Regions from separate parts of the Lactuca sativa genome. Here region 2 is linked to region 1. The links are chromatin contacts, called in public Hi-C maps. All regions are on one chromosome and are shown on one strand. Each heading gives the region's core, a stretch centred on a gene start, on an enhancer-like site or on the middle of the called end of the contact. The rest is flanking DNA. Distances are from core to core; before and after follow the strand shown.

What was found. A called contact is a pair of places that touch in the nucleus more often than the background predicts.
Region 2: a Hi-C map of leaf shows a contact between it and region 1, with 9 times the contacts expected there. The contact joins the promoter of LOC111893489 here to the promoter of LOC111893220 in region 1. A contact is called at or near these places in 3 of 4 Hi-C or Micro-C datasets (leaf and seed).

The regions. Positions count from the first base shown.
Region 1 is chr3:206,174,224-206,180,754 of Lsat_Salinas_v11, forward strand. LOC111893220 (TLC domain-containing protein At5g14285) reads right to left here and starts at 3,057. Exons shown (of 1, transcript XM_023889287.3): 1 at 2,022-3,057. The coding sequence starts at 2,867. The coding sequence ends at 2,112. LOC111893218 (lysine histidine transporter 1) reads left to right here. Exons shown (of 8, transcript XM_023889285.3): 4 at 1-349; 5 at 1,234-1,339; 6 at 1,438-1,529; 7 at 1,634-1,702; 8 at 1,784-1,920. The coding sequence ends at 1,882.
Region 2 is chr3:206,505,993-206,512,523 of Lsat_Salinas_v11, forward strand. LOC111893489 (transcription factor GTE9) reads right to left here and starts at 4,100. Exons shown (of 10, transcript XM_042898642.2): 1 at 3,792-4,100; 2 at 2,219-3,439; 3 at 2,089-2,137; 4 at 1,861-1,992; 5 at 1,609-1,667; 6 at 1,462-1,522; 7 at 1,300-1,383; 8 at 762-944; 9 at 528-658. The coding sequence starts at 3,364.

The DNA.
Region 1 (6,531 bases), core at 1,807-4,306:
AGAAAATTTGGAATACGGGTACAAAGGCAAAACCCCAGCAGAAACAACATTCAATTTTCTTTCAGCTTTGGGTGACGTGGCATTTGCATATGCGGGCCATAATGTTGTGCTTGAGATCCAGGCAACAATTCCTTCAACACCCGAAAAGCCTTCAAAGGGACCCATGTGGAAGGGGGTGGTGGTGGCTTATGTGGTGGTGGCTTTGTGCTATTTTCCGGTGGCTTTTCTTGGATATTATATGTTTGGAAATAAAGTCGCGGATAATATTTTGATTTCACTACATAAGCCTAAATGGCTTATTGCTGCTGCTAACTTGTTTGTGGTTATCCATGTCATCGGTAGTTATCAGGTAATTCTTTATCAATAATAGCAATGTTCTTTATTTGGTATTTATAAAAGCAACATACTTGCTTTGGATACCAATGTGACAAAACCTCGTAAATGGTCCCTCTGGTTTGGTTTCCCAAACTCGGGGATATAGTCCGTAAGTTTAAAAAACCTCATAGATGGTTCCTGTAGTTTTCAATTTCGATCGTGGTTGTTCCTTTACCCATATAAAATGACATTTATACCCCCTTTTAATTGTTTTTAATTCTCACCCAAATTATTGTTACATATTGTTACTATTGGTAAAGAAATGTAAGTACCTTGTTATTATGTGTCAAGAAAATGTAAGTTGCTTTATTGATTACATATTGCTATTATCAGTAAAAAAAAAGGGGCAAATGGCACAACAGGTATTTAAACATTGTACTTTCCAATTGTGTTTTCCGTTAAATGTCGACACTGCATTCACTTTTTTTTCGATTTTGGCATTGCATTTTCCAATTTTTGTTTGAGAGACAATTTGTTTTCACTTTTTTTGATTTTGACATCACATTTTCCAACTTGGTATGCCAAACCGGACCCTGGCAGGGTCCCCGGTGAAATGGTCAAAATTGAACAAAATTCAAAAATGCGATTTTCGATTTAGAACAAAAAATAACACAATGTCAAAATTAAAAAATATGTGAAAATATTGTGTCTTGTGCCATTTACCCTAAAAAATTGTAAGAACATTGTTGTTATGGGTAAATAAAATGTAAGTATATTGCTATTATAGGTGAAAAATAAAATACATTGTATATATGGGTAAAATGAGTAAAGGATGTTTTGCCATTTTTTTTTAACATTTTTCTAGTAGCAATGTATTTGCATTTTTCTACATGCTAACGAAGTTTTGAGTTTGTATAGATTTATGCAATGCCGGTTTTTGATATGATGGAAACCTTGTTGGTGAAAAAATTGAAATTCAAACCAACTTGGATCTTGCGGTTTTGTACGCGAAATATCTACGTAGGTTAGTAAAGTACAATAGTATGTCAAGGCAAAATGTTAGGAATTTATCTATTTTAAAGAATCATTTACCAATCTTTTTTTTTTTTTTTTGGATTTCAGCATTCACAATGTTTGTTGCTATAACCTTCCCTTTCTTTGGAGGTCTCCTTGGATTTTTCGGAGGCTTAGCCTTTGCCCCCACAACTTATTTTGTAAGAATATTTTTCGAGTTATATAAACATCCACATTTTCTTCAATTTCTCAAAATCCAACTATTTCTTGTTGTGTTGACTTTTTGACTTTTTGATTTCAAAAGCTTCCATGCATTATGTGGCTTGCCATCTGTAAACCAAAGAGGTTCAGCTTGTCTTGGTGCACTAATTGGGTAGGTTTTATCTTCTAACCCCATACATTATTTGTTTTTTATAAAATAAAATGAAATCTAAACTAACATTTTAATTTTCAGATTTGCATCTTTCTTGGTCTATGTTTGATGATTCTATCACCTATTGGGGGACTTTACAATATCATTAAGCAAGCCAAGGATTATAAGTTCTATAGTTGATCATTATCACTCAAAGTAAAAGTGGAAGAAAGCAAAATAATAGGGGATTTGTGTGATTTTCTTTTCTTTTCTTCTTTTTTCTGTTTATTATTCATTATATTATATGTTCTATGTGTTCTACAATATTTGTAACATATCATGAATAACAATTGATTTATGATTCTCTTTAATATATAACCCATGAACATTACAATATATATCCCAAGTCAGACTTAATTTATTCCGTTTTCTATGTACTTTTCTTCTCCTTCTCAAGCTTAAACATTCTTTCTCTATACAACTCGATCCAAAGGTTAGAAATCCAAAGTACACTAACAGAAATAGCCATGACAACAACACAAATCCAAGAAACCCAAAGCCATTTGGGAATAACATTATCAGCAACCCCACTCGAATAGAAAACAACCATTTTGTAAACAAATAAAGGTCCAGCAAAACCTCTAACAGCAGAATATAGCACATAAAATGGAGGAGACAAAAGATCAAACACCTGGCGTGCAGTTTCAGAATCCTCCCTTCGTGCACTTGCCAGCGTCCAAACGTTCTGAAAGAAGCTCGTGATCTCCGCCAGAGCAAGTAAAATCAACACCGCGTATGCTCCGTGAAGAACTAGATATCGACAGGTAACGAAAACGAAAAGGGTAGCTAAATGATGACCGATGAAGAGGATATCGGTTGGGTAGAAGGTTAAATAGTGGCAAAGATCCATTAAGAAGTAAGCAATGCTGTATTCAAGAACGGTATTCTGAAAATGAGTGTTGATCGTGGCGAACCCAGTTGTGGAATCAGCGAGGATGGCGAGACAAGCAAGGATCACGGCCGGGGTGCCATGGGCAAGTGAGATTAAGCAGCTGGCGGCTTCAGGGCGGAGCTTCGGGCTCCAACTACGGAAGACGATGAAGTGGGCAGTCAAGTATATTGTAAAATACATTGCGAAGAAGAGAGGTAGACTTGACATAGAAGAAATTAGGCTTGTTGAATCCATCGTTAAATTCCCCCAAATTCGATGTTGTTTGGATCCTAATTCACGAAATTAGATGGGGTTGGTTTGATTGTATGGATGAGATTGTGGAATCAAAAAGCTATATGAATGAATTTATAGATATGTCGCGTGATCAAGAGGTGAAAGACGATCGAGTTGATTAGTCATCCCGCCGCCAAACCCAACCCTCGGTCAAAATTAAAAGCTGTTGCATTATCCATTAAGACGCAGTCGCTGTCAACAAGTTTACTGGTTGAAAAAGGTGAAATGGGTGGCGACGGTGGGAAAAAATAAGTTAAAACATATGTTGAATTGTTGCATAGATAATCCAAAACCAAAGTTTTTTATATGGTTTTGGTCTAAAAAAAACTTGATCATACATTTTTATTTTCATTTTTATATATATTTTTTAATTTTTTAAATACTATTTTAATTTAAAAATAATATATATATATATATATATATCCCCTAACCCCACCTCTTTCTCTCTTTCTTTTTTATGGATGGGATGAATAAATAATGTTTGATTGAAAAGTCAAAATTAGATCAAGATTTCTACAATCAAGTTCATCATCTTTGAAATCCATCTACACCAATAAAAATCTTTAAAGCTCTACAAAATATTAACTTGGGTTTAGAAAATGATACAAGATCTCTCTCTCTCTCTCTCACATACACACGGTAAACTTCTTCATAAAAAAACCCAGGTACATTTCACACAAATAAACACACTTTGAAGGAAATTGGAAGCTCGATAAATGTTGTACATGGAAGCCTGTAACATCCCGGAATATCAAGAGTAGAGTTGAAGGGCTAAAAGAATAAATGGGAAAGGGCAACTCGGCGAGTCCACGAGTGGACTCAACGAGTAGGGTCGCGACTCTGGTCGCGTGTTAAGTGACCAACTCGGCGAGTAGCATGGGTGGACTCGGCGAGTTGGTGCTGAGTGGAGAAAACCCTAATTTCGAGGGTTGAGCCCTATATAAAGAACATCATATCTTCTCCCCATCCTCCTTATCATTCCTTGAGTTCCAGAAGCCCTAAATTCGTGAGGAGACCCCATTGTTGAGTGAATTAGAGCTTGGAGAATGATATTTGGTGCTTTAAGCTTGAAGATTGGAGGCTTGTATCAGGAAGCTTAGGGGGATCAGGAATCTATAGTTGGTTGGGCTCATTCTAAGGGTAAGGAACCATTTCCTTAAGCTATTTTCTTCATGGGTTCATGTGTGGTGGTTGATATGACATCTAAATTGAGATAGAAGCTTGGATCTGAGGATGCTACTTCAGATCTAAGCTTGGGATGGTCTTGTATGTCATAAAGTCCCTGTTGATGAGTGATTGGTGAAGCTACCTTGTCCTAAACCCTAGCCCTAGAGTGAAAATGCCTAGATCTCCTTGGATTCACGTAAAGTTTGCCACTTTACGTGATGGATGGCCTTAGGAAGGGTAGATTTATGGTTTGGATCATCTGCATGGCTTGGAAAGCCTCGGTATAGATTCAGACCCGGTGGTACTCGGCGAGTCACATGGGTAGACTCGGCGAGTTGTTTGAAGATAAGCTGGAACTCGGCGAGTTGGAAGAACAACTCGGCGAGTTGGATGAAGATGGCCTGGAACTCGGCGAGTTGGAAGAACAACTCGGTGAGTAAGTTGAAGATAGCCTTAGACTCGACGAGTCTTGTCGAAGAGTCCCAATCTTTTTTGGTTGAGCCGTGAATCGGTGAGTCAAGGGGTGACTCGGTGAGTTGTGTGCGAGTGGACTCAAAGTTGTTGAACTCGGCGAGTCTCGGGGTGACTCAACGAGTTGGGTCGCGGATTGAAGGAAATGCTGAGCATGGGGACTCGAGTAGTCATCGGGTTGACTCGGCGAGTAAAGTCAGTCAAGGGTTGACTTTGACTTTGACTTTGACCAAGGGTTGACCAGTTGTCTTCCAGGGGTATTTTGGTAATTATTGAGTTCAGTGCTTTGGTATTGTTCAGTGGGGGAGTTCGTGTCGGAGTTTGGAGCAGCGGGATCTTATCTTTTCAGCCGACAGTTTCGAGGTGAGTTATCCTCACTATATCAACAGGGTCTAAGGCACCAAGGTCGGCCCTTTATCGGATTGAGATCCGGGTATTTGTTGTTATGTTATTGCTTTGATATGTTTGCATCCTGGTAGTTAGGATGGTATATGTTAGAGACCTGGTTAAGGTCGATTCCCTGATATGTAGGGTGATGCTATGCTAGTGACCGGTTAGGTCGGTATCCTGGTTAGGATGATGATATGTTATGTGATCTGTTTAATCGGCTTGTTGACTATGAACGCTTATATGATTGTATGTTTATGTGCACATGGTTGTTTGGACTCGATTTGGGTTGAGGCGGGTCCTGTTTTGTGCTGTAGGCCAAGATACCCAGGGCGGACCGGTCGTCCCAAAGGCCCAGCGAGCGGTCCGGATAGGCTGTAGGCCCTAAGAGGGCGGACCAGACGTGTCGAGGCTCGGAGAGAGTGGACCAGGCCGACTGAAGTGCATGGCTGTTCTGTGATCGGATATGATATGGCATGTTATGCGTGTATGGTATATGTGGTTGGTATTTTGGGGATATCTCACTAAGCTTTCGGGCTTACAGTTGTGGTTTTATGTTTTTCAGGTTCTTCAGGAGACCGTGGCAAGGCAAAGGCGTGATCGTACCGCTCCGCATATTTATGTCGTGATGAGATTCTGGGAATACTTTAATTTAACTGTATTGAAAACCTTTTTGTAATAATTTAATGAAATCGGGGTGTTTTTGAAAAGTTTAAATTGGTTGGAATTTTTCGGTCGTTACAAAGCCATAGGATTAGATCGAGATGCTTAATCTCTAATTTGGTATCTGGTAAAAAAAACATAATTCGATCATCATTCTTTCAAAACCTTACTCAATATGTTTCATATTTCATCATCTTTATAAAAAAAACTTTGATGGGTTTACAAGGATTTATCAGGGGAAGACTATCTTCCTTCTTGAACACCACAATAGTATCAAATCGTTTTAGGGGATTCTGTTTTCCATTTACAATTTGGATTGAAAAACCCCATGACACCAGAATCAACCATTCCTTTTTATGTTCACAAAAAATGGTTTTTTGTATGATACTAGCGGAATCAACTTTAGCTAATTCCAATGGAGGGTAGCTTTACAGATTTGTGAGAGAGAGGCGGCTCCTCCGGTGGTAGTGACGACGGTGTGGCGAGAGCAGGTCTCTCCAATAATCTTCAAACAAGGAAGAAGAGAACCCGTTAGGGAGAGAATTCAACAACTCTCTGAAGCAGAACCGATGTTGTTCGCCATTACCCCTTCCAAAGTAGAATCGATAGTCACTACCCAATTCGATTTGGGTTCCTTCCAGTGATGGTGGTGGACAATGACGAGGGCCGGTGGAATCACATTATAGATCAGAGATAAGTCATGACTAAACTGCGAACGAGGAAACACCAAATTAGGGCACCATCGATTTTTTTCTCACATCAAGTTGTCGCCCATTCAACCTCTCTGCCACGAGCATTATGACATGGAGGTTGGATTGAAAGAGTGAAGATGGAGGATGAGTGAAGAAATAAGAAGCATGTCCCCTCCCACTTTGTGTTTTCATGGTGAAACGAGAGAGAGAGAGAGAGAGAGAGAGAGAGCATCGTACCCTTGAAT
Region 2 (6,531 bases), core at 2,850-5,349, 330 kb after region 1:
CCTGAAATTTTGTAATTTACAGGTTTAGCCCTCGCATACAAAATAACTTGCAAAAACTGTCCCCATAATAAACAGAAAAGGTCCTCACGTATTTTTTTTACAGAACCAGTCCATTTGTTATAGATTTTTGTACGGTGGCAGGTTTGGCCCTGTGTACAAAATAATTTACAAAAATTGTCCCTGTAATTTACAAAAAAGGTCCTTGTGTATTTTTTTACAGGAAAAATCCATTTGCTTAAAAAAGTTAAAAAAATAGTCCCCAACTAATTGAAAATTTGCAGATTACACCCCCTGGCAATAATATATTGCTATGTTTCATCCCTACACTTTTTTGGTTTTAATGCTTACGCCACATGACTTATGTATATTTGCAGGTTTGCTCCTTACACTTTCGGCATTACGCAAGTCTATTCCCCCCAACTTACTAATTAAAATTACTTTAAAAGACCCCAAAGAACTTTTTAAAGATATACGCATAATTCATGTAAAAGTAACCTTCATTTTATATTAAATATTTATATTCATACCTTCAATAAAGCCTGTCGAGCAGCTTCTCTCTCAAGATCCCTTTTCCTTTTTGCTTCCAAAGCAGCTTCAGCTTCAGCTCGCTTTCGAGCGTTTTCAGCTGCTTCTGCTGCAGCTTGTAATCGCGCTTTTTCTATTTTTATTTTTTTTTATAAAATAGAATTTGTAATTTAATAATCTTGTTGGCTGAAATCAAGTTATATAAACTTAGAAAACAAGTTAAACTAATCTCCAACCTTTTCTTTTTTGATTTTCTAATTCTTCTTTCTCCCTTTTGAGTTTCTCAGGGTCCCCTTTCTCAACCTGAATCAATGTCTTTTCTCTCGCCTTGAAAATCGTGTCAGCAAATCGGTTTTTTAATACTGCAGCTCTGTATGATTTCCCAGGTGACACCTGTCTTGAATTTGGAGCACTGTCACCTAATTATAAAAAATATATATATATTATTAGAAATTATTATATATATATATATATATATATATATATATATATATATATATATCTAATTGCAATTCACAGATAAATAGTATATTTTTATGTTCCATACTTTGGCCATAATAGTTTTGTATATTGACAGGTTTGGTCCCTGTGTAGAAAATAAATTACAATGAAAAGGTCTGGGTAAAGATTTTTTTACATAAAAGGTCCATGTGTTGTAAAATTTAACAAAATGGTCCCTGCCTAGTAGAAAATTTATAGATTACGCCCCCACTAAAGCAGGGATAATTAGAAATTAATTTTGTTTAAATATGATGCTAAATTCTCAATGCTCACCATCATCTTTTTGGCTATCTGATTCAACAGAGGTTGGCTTTTGTTGAGACATGTGATCAACTTGGTCCAACCCACTAATTGACTCTGAAAATTGAAAAATAAAATATTAAATAATTTTAGATTTTAGAACCCTTTAAAAGAGGAAAGAAAATGGTTACTTACGATTATCAATCAGGTCACTTGTACCTGCCTTTTCCTCTAAATCTGCTGCAGCAAGATTTTTCTGTTTATTGAATATAAAATAAATAAGTTAATATTACAAGCATAAAAAGAAAAAAGTTACATGTTATGAGGAAGATAGATAGATACCTGAGACACCTCTAATGGGTTAGTGGCTTTAATGTCATTTTGTCCATTTCCACTAGTATCTGCATAAACAATATAAAACTGAATATCTTACATATAGTTAACAAAAAGCCAAAGTATTGTTTTATCAACTTTTGAATCAAATCATATAGTTAACATCATCATTCATCAGATAAGGAGTTTTACATGCAACTATAAACACTGACAGTTGATGTACTACTTAAAATCATAATATTAAAAGAGTACCCAAATTACCACTTGAGGTTCTTGATGTTGTCCTTGTGTCACTTTTCTTGCTTGTTCCTTTTTCCTTTTCATCTGGAGTGTAGCTTGAGACAGGTGGCTCATTCCCCCCAATATCTATATCCTCTTCCACAGGATCATTCCCTGTAACATGTGACATGTCATGGAAATCTAAGTTAAACAGTTGACTAACATTGACCAAACACCCATGAATGTGAGAAAGAGAAAACGGTTATTAACCTCTATATAGTTGCATAGTTGAGTTGCTAATCCCTGATTCATGTAGCAGCTGAAACCGATGATGAAGAATCATTGTTAGACTTACATCCTGTTATAAATTAGGAAAGATGACATGTATTTAAAATAGTACCTCAATGACACAAGGCTCTGCTTTTCCTTGATTTTGTTGCTCATGTATATGGTTGTCTAACATCTTGCGTAATTTGAACAATGTATCATTATTAAGATCATCAATATCAATTTCTATTTCATCTTCTACTGCTTCATTCCCACTTGAGCTGTGTTCTCTTAAAAAATCGATGATATTATCTGGCAAATCTGTAAGATGAGCTTCCAACTCCCTGCTTAGATTAAGCTTTTCTTCACTTGTCATCACCAACTTAGCTTCTGGAAACGGTTCTTGTTGTATTGAGGTGATCTTTCTTTTCTTTGATGGAGGAATTGGTTTAACCAAATCAATCTCTTCAAATTGTTGTTGAGAATTTTGAGGTAGTTTCTTTTCAATGGGCTTCCATCTTAGCTCGAAAAACTTATGAAGAACATCTGCCATGACATGGACATCATTTCCAGGGGGGTTGTAAGTCATGGCATTGGAAAAGGTGAGTCGGATATCAGCGACAAATTCAAGGGGACCTGTGTATTTCCCTGAAGAAAGTTTTTCTTTTATTGTCCCTAAATCCATGGGATTCTTGATGACATTGAAGTAATCTGGTATTTTCAATGCAACAACATCAACAGGTTTGTTAAACACCCAGCCATGTTGATGGGACATCAACTTCTTCAATAAGTTCTCACATTGTTTCTTCAGTAATGGAGTAAAAGTCCCTGTGTCATTAGCAGATGAAAACCTTCCCATAATACCACGATTAAGGGCCTTTGACTTTTGACTATGGTCAATCTTTCTCCCAGAGCCAGATGATTTCTTCAAGTTTGAGCTAAGAATATCATTAGAAGATGATATTGTGGCAACACGAGGCTTATCAACATCCAATCTTTTCTGAAATGTCCTAAGTCTGTCAAGTTCAGATTTCAATTGGAGTAATAATTTCTTTTTCTCTATGGGTGAGAGCTTTGACAAAGGGACAACATGTACAGGAACACCAAAACCATCAGATAATGCAGAGCTTAGCTTGATCCATTTTTTCCTATGGTTGATCGAGTCCTCATAACCAGATGCATCGATATCATCACGTCCAGAGCAACCAGATCCTTCTGATTCATAATTGGGGGGAAACCCACCAGAATAGGCATCAGGGAACATATCCTTCTTCGCCATATTGCAATCAACACTTCACACCCAACCAGAATGATGTATATATCAAACCCTAGCCCAAAGATTTCACGCACGTCCCTGAATATTCATGACAAGCCAATTTAACTCACAAACGGATCCATTATCAAATCCCTCATTCCTCTCTCATATTCCTCTTTAACAAAGAAAAGATCGCACACGCTCTCTAAACGCGGAATAAACTTAAATACGTATTCTCTGAAATTAGGGTTTCCATGTTCATATTTCGATCCATAAAAGATGTACAAATTCAATACTTGTAACCGATTACCATGTATTACAGAATTCTCAAATCGAACGTTTGGGTTAACAATTTCTCCAACCTAAACCTAAAATTGAAACGTTTTGTTTTGAAAAATTAAACGAACGAGGGGAGAAAAATCGTAATCCAAAGGAGAAAACCTAATCTTACCGCAAAAATCCTCTTTGGGTCGAAAAAGAGCCAATTCTCCTCCGCAAAGACGAACTTCAATTCGCACAGAAGCTTAATTCAGCGCAATTCAAACTCATAGCATCAAATCACCAACAATAACTCACCGACAACGAAGATAACCCTAAAAACGGAAGATCTCTACTGGATTTGAAGACGACAAAGCTCAAAGAATATTGTGCTCGAAACCCTAGAAAACAAAACGACGGGGGCGCGGGTACTTCCCAAGGGCTCCGAACGAGAAGAGTATATGATCGTACGGCAGAAAATGTAAGCTTTTTAGGGGATGAAGAGAGTGACGCCTCTTTATCTTTTTCGTGTCCATAAGTGGGAGCCTCGTTTCACCGACTCCTAATAAATCGTAGCCGTTGATTCACGCCGTCTTCGGAATCGACGGTGAGAACAGCGCTTCAGATCTAGTGATAGACCAAGTGATGCAGATCACGTGCAATAAAGGCGGTGACTTGGTCCTCAAACTATAACTTCATTCCATCTTTAGTCCCTTAAGTCCAAACATTTATATTTAACGCTATTTTTTTTACTTATGACAAAACCGTAACAATCGTCCTTTTGGTATGTTTTTTTTAGTGGGTTTTGTTTTAATCCTTAATGTTTTTTGGATTGATGCTCCTTTTAACTATATATATATATATATATATATATATATATATATATATATATATATATATATATATATATATATATATATATATATATATACTAGCCGTCTACCCGCGCAATGCGGCGGACGGCCATAAGGGTGAGGAGAGAGTTTGTATAGTTTTTTTCGGTAAAATCAACAACTTTTACAGAGAATTTTCTAAAAGTCATCAAACAAATTAGTGAAATTAAGACCAACAAAATTAATCTACTCAAAAAATGAACAATAAGTTTAATCTATTAATAGGCATGATACTTAGAATGTTAAAACCCCCTAATGTGTATTAACACCCATAAATTGTTGGTGAACCGCATTTTTAAATGTAAGTGTATACAATAAAAAAAATTGATATCTAAGCATAGTTATACATAACTGGTTCTGATGCAAAATTATATAAAATAAAAAAGAATCTGGGCAAACAAATATTATTTGATTTTATCCCTTCAAAATTCCAAAAATAATCCCCTAGCTAGGCACGATGAATAAGCATATAAATAGCAAAAAACAATAACCACATGCTTTTATCCCTTCTATACTTATAGTAGCTCCTGCTCAATAATAAACTAAAACAACACAATTAGACAGAAAACAAGTATTCTTGAAATTAAATGATTTTGAACTAATAGACTACCAATGAGAAAAGTATGATTTAGTATTAGGAAATGACCGTCAATGATATTATTTGTCAACCATTTAACTTTTGTGTATTTTCCAAAGAAAACATTTTGCTATCGATTTACACATAGATTGTAATATTATAAGAATTTGACTATCATGTATGCTTGCGAGACCAGGTAAATTCAATGTGATTATGCTCTTGCATTTCACAAGATGCAATAGATTTTATAGTTTATAAAATTTTAATATATTGCTTTTTCGGATCCAAAAATTGACATCGATTATCAGGTTTTTACGTCCAAAATGAAGTCAAACATTCAGCCCATATAAGAAACTATAAGATATAGCTTGCTAGAAATATATAGGCTCGAATTGACTTGACCTTCATGTTGTATGGAGGAGTATAGCTGCTACCAAATTCCTGTTGGGTGATCTTGAACGATAAAGGAGCAGATGACTATCTTCGCCATCAATAACCATCATCAAAGGAACTTATATGTCTACCTTCAGGGAAGCTAGTCAATATCCCTTCATTCTTCAAAAAGTCTCTCTTGCTAACAATGATGACCCTGCCATGAGCAATTAAGGAATAAAATACTTTTGAAAAACAAGGCAGTTAGGTAAGATATTTTTGAACAATAATTCAATTCAAGCAAAAGCCAAACCCATAACAATCAATGGTTACATATTTTTGAAGCATGTTATTTATTGAATTTCAACAAACTTTTTGTGGAGGTCGGATTTGCCAAAAAATCATATCAAAAAAGAAACTCATCAGGAGGAAAATCACGATAAACCACATATGGTCAAATATGTTAAAAGATAATATAGTTGATTGCTTGTCCAAAAAAATGCAAAATAATCGAGAATTCAAAATCAAGAAGATACCTTCAGGTTTGCTTCATAGTTTTCTTTTCTTCAAGTTTGGTACCTACGTTTCTTTTCTTTCCTCTATGTGCATTTATACTCAAATCATTGCTTGCATAAAAAATAAAAAAAAAACTATAAAAAAACAACTTGTAAAAATAAACGCAGTTGAGAGAGAGAGAGAGAGAGAGAGAGAGAGAGAGACTTAGGTGGTGTGAAAATGGTGGTGTAGATCGAGATCCATGACTTACAACCTGTAAAAAGAAAAACAAGTCATGATTAGAGAGGTGGCTTCATGAAGAAGAAAAGGGACTGACGGTTTACGGTGCACATTTATGTTTCTTTAAAATTTGTTGAAACTACACATGAGATAAAGATTGGTTTAGTCTACTAAAACTAAGGATTCAGGTCAAATAATAACTCCATCTGAAACCGATTTAATTGCGTGAACTATAGTGAATATTTGGTCAATTTTGCCAGATTTTTAGGAGGATTCAAAGTTCAAACATATATATATGATCTCCATGGGTTAACTTAAGATTTTAATATTATTTTATTGATGTTTGGTTGTACTTT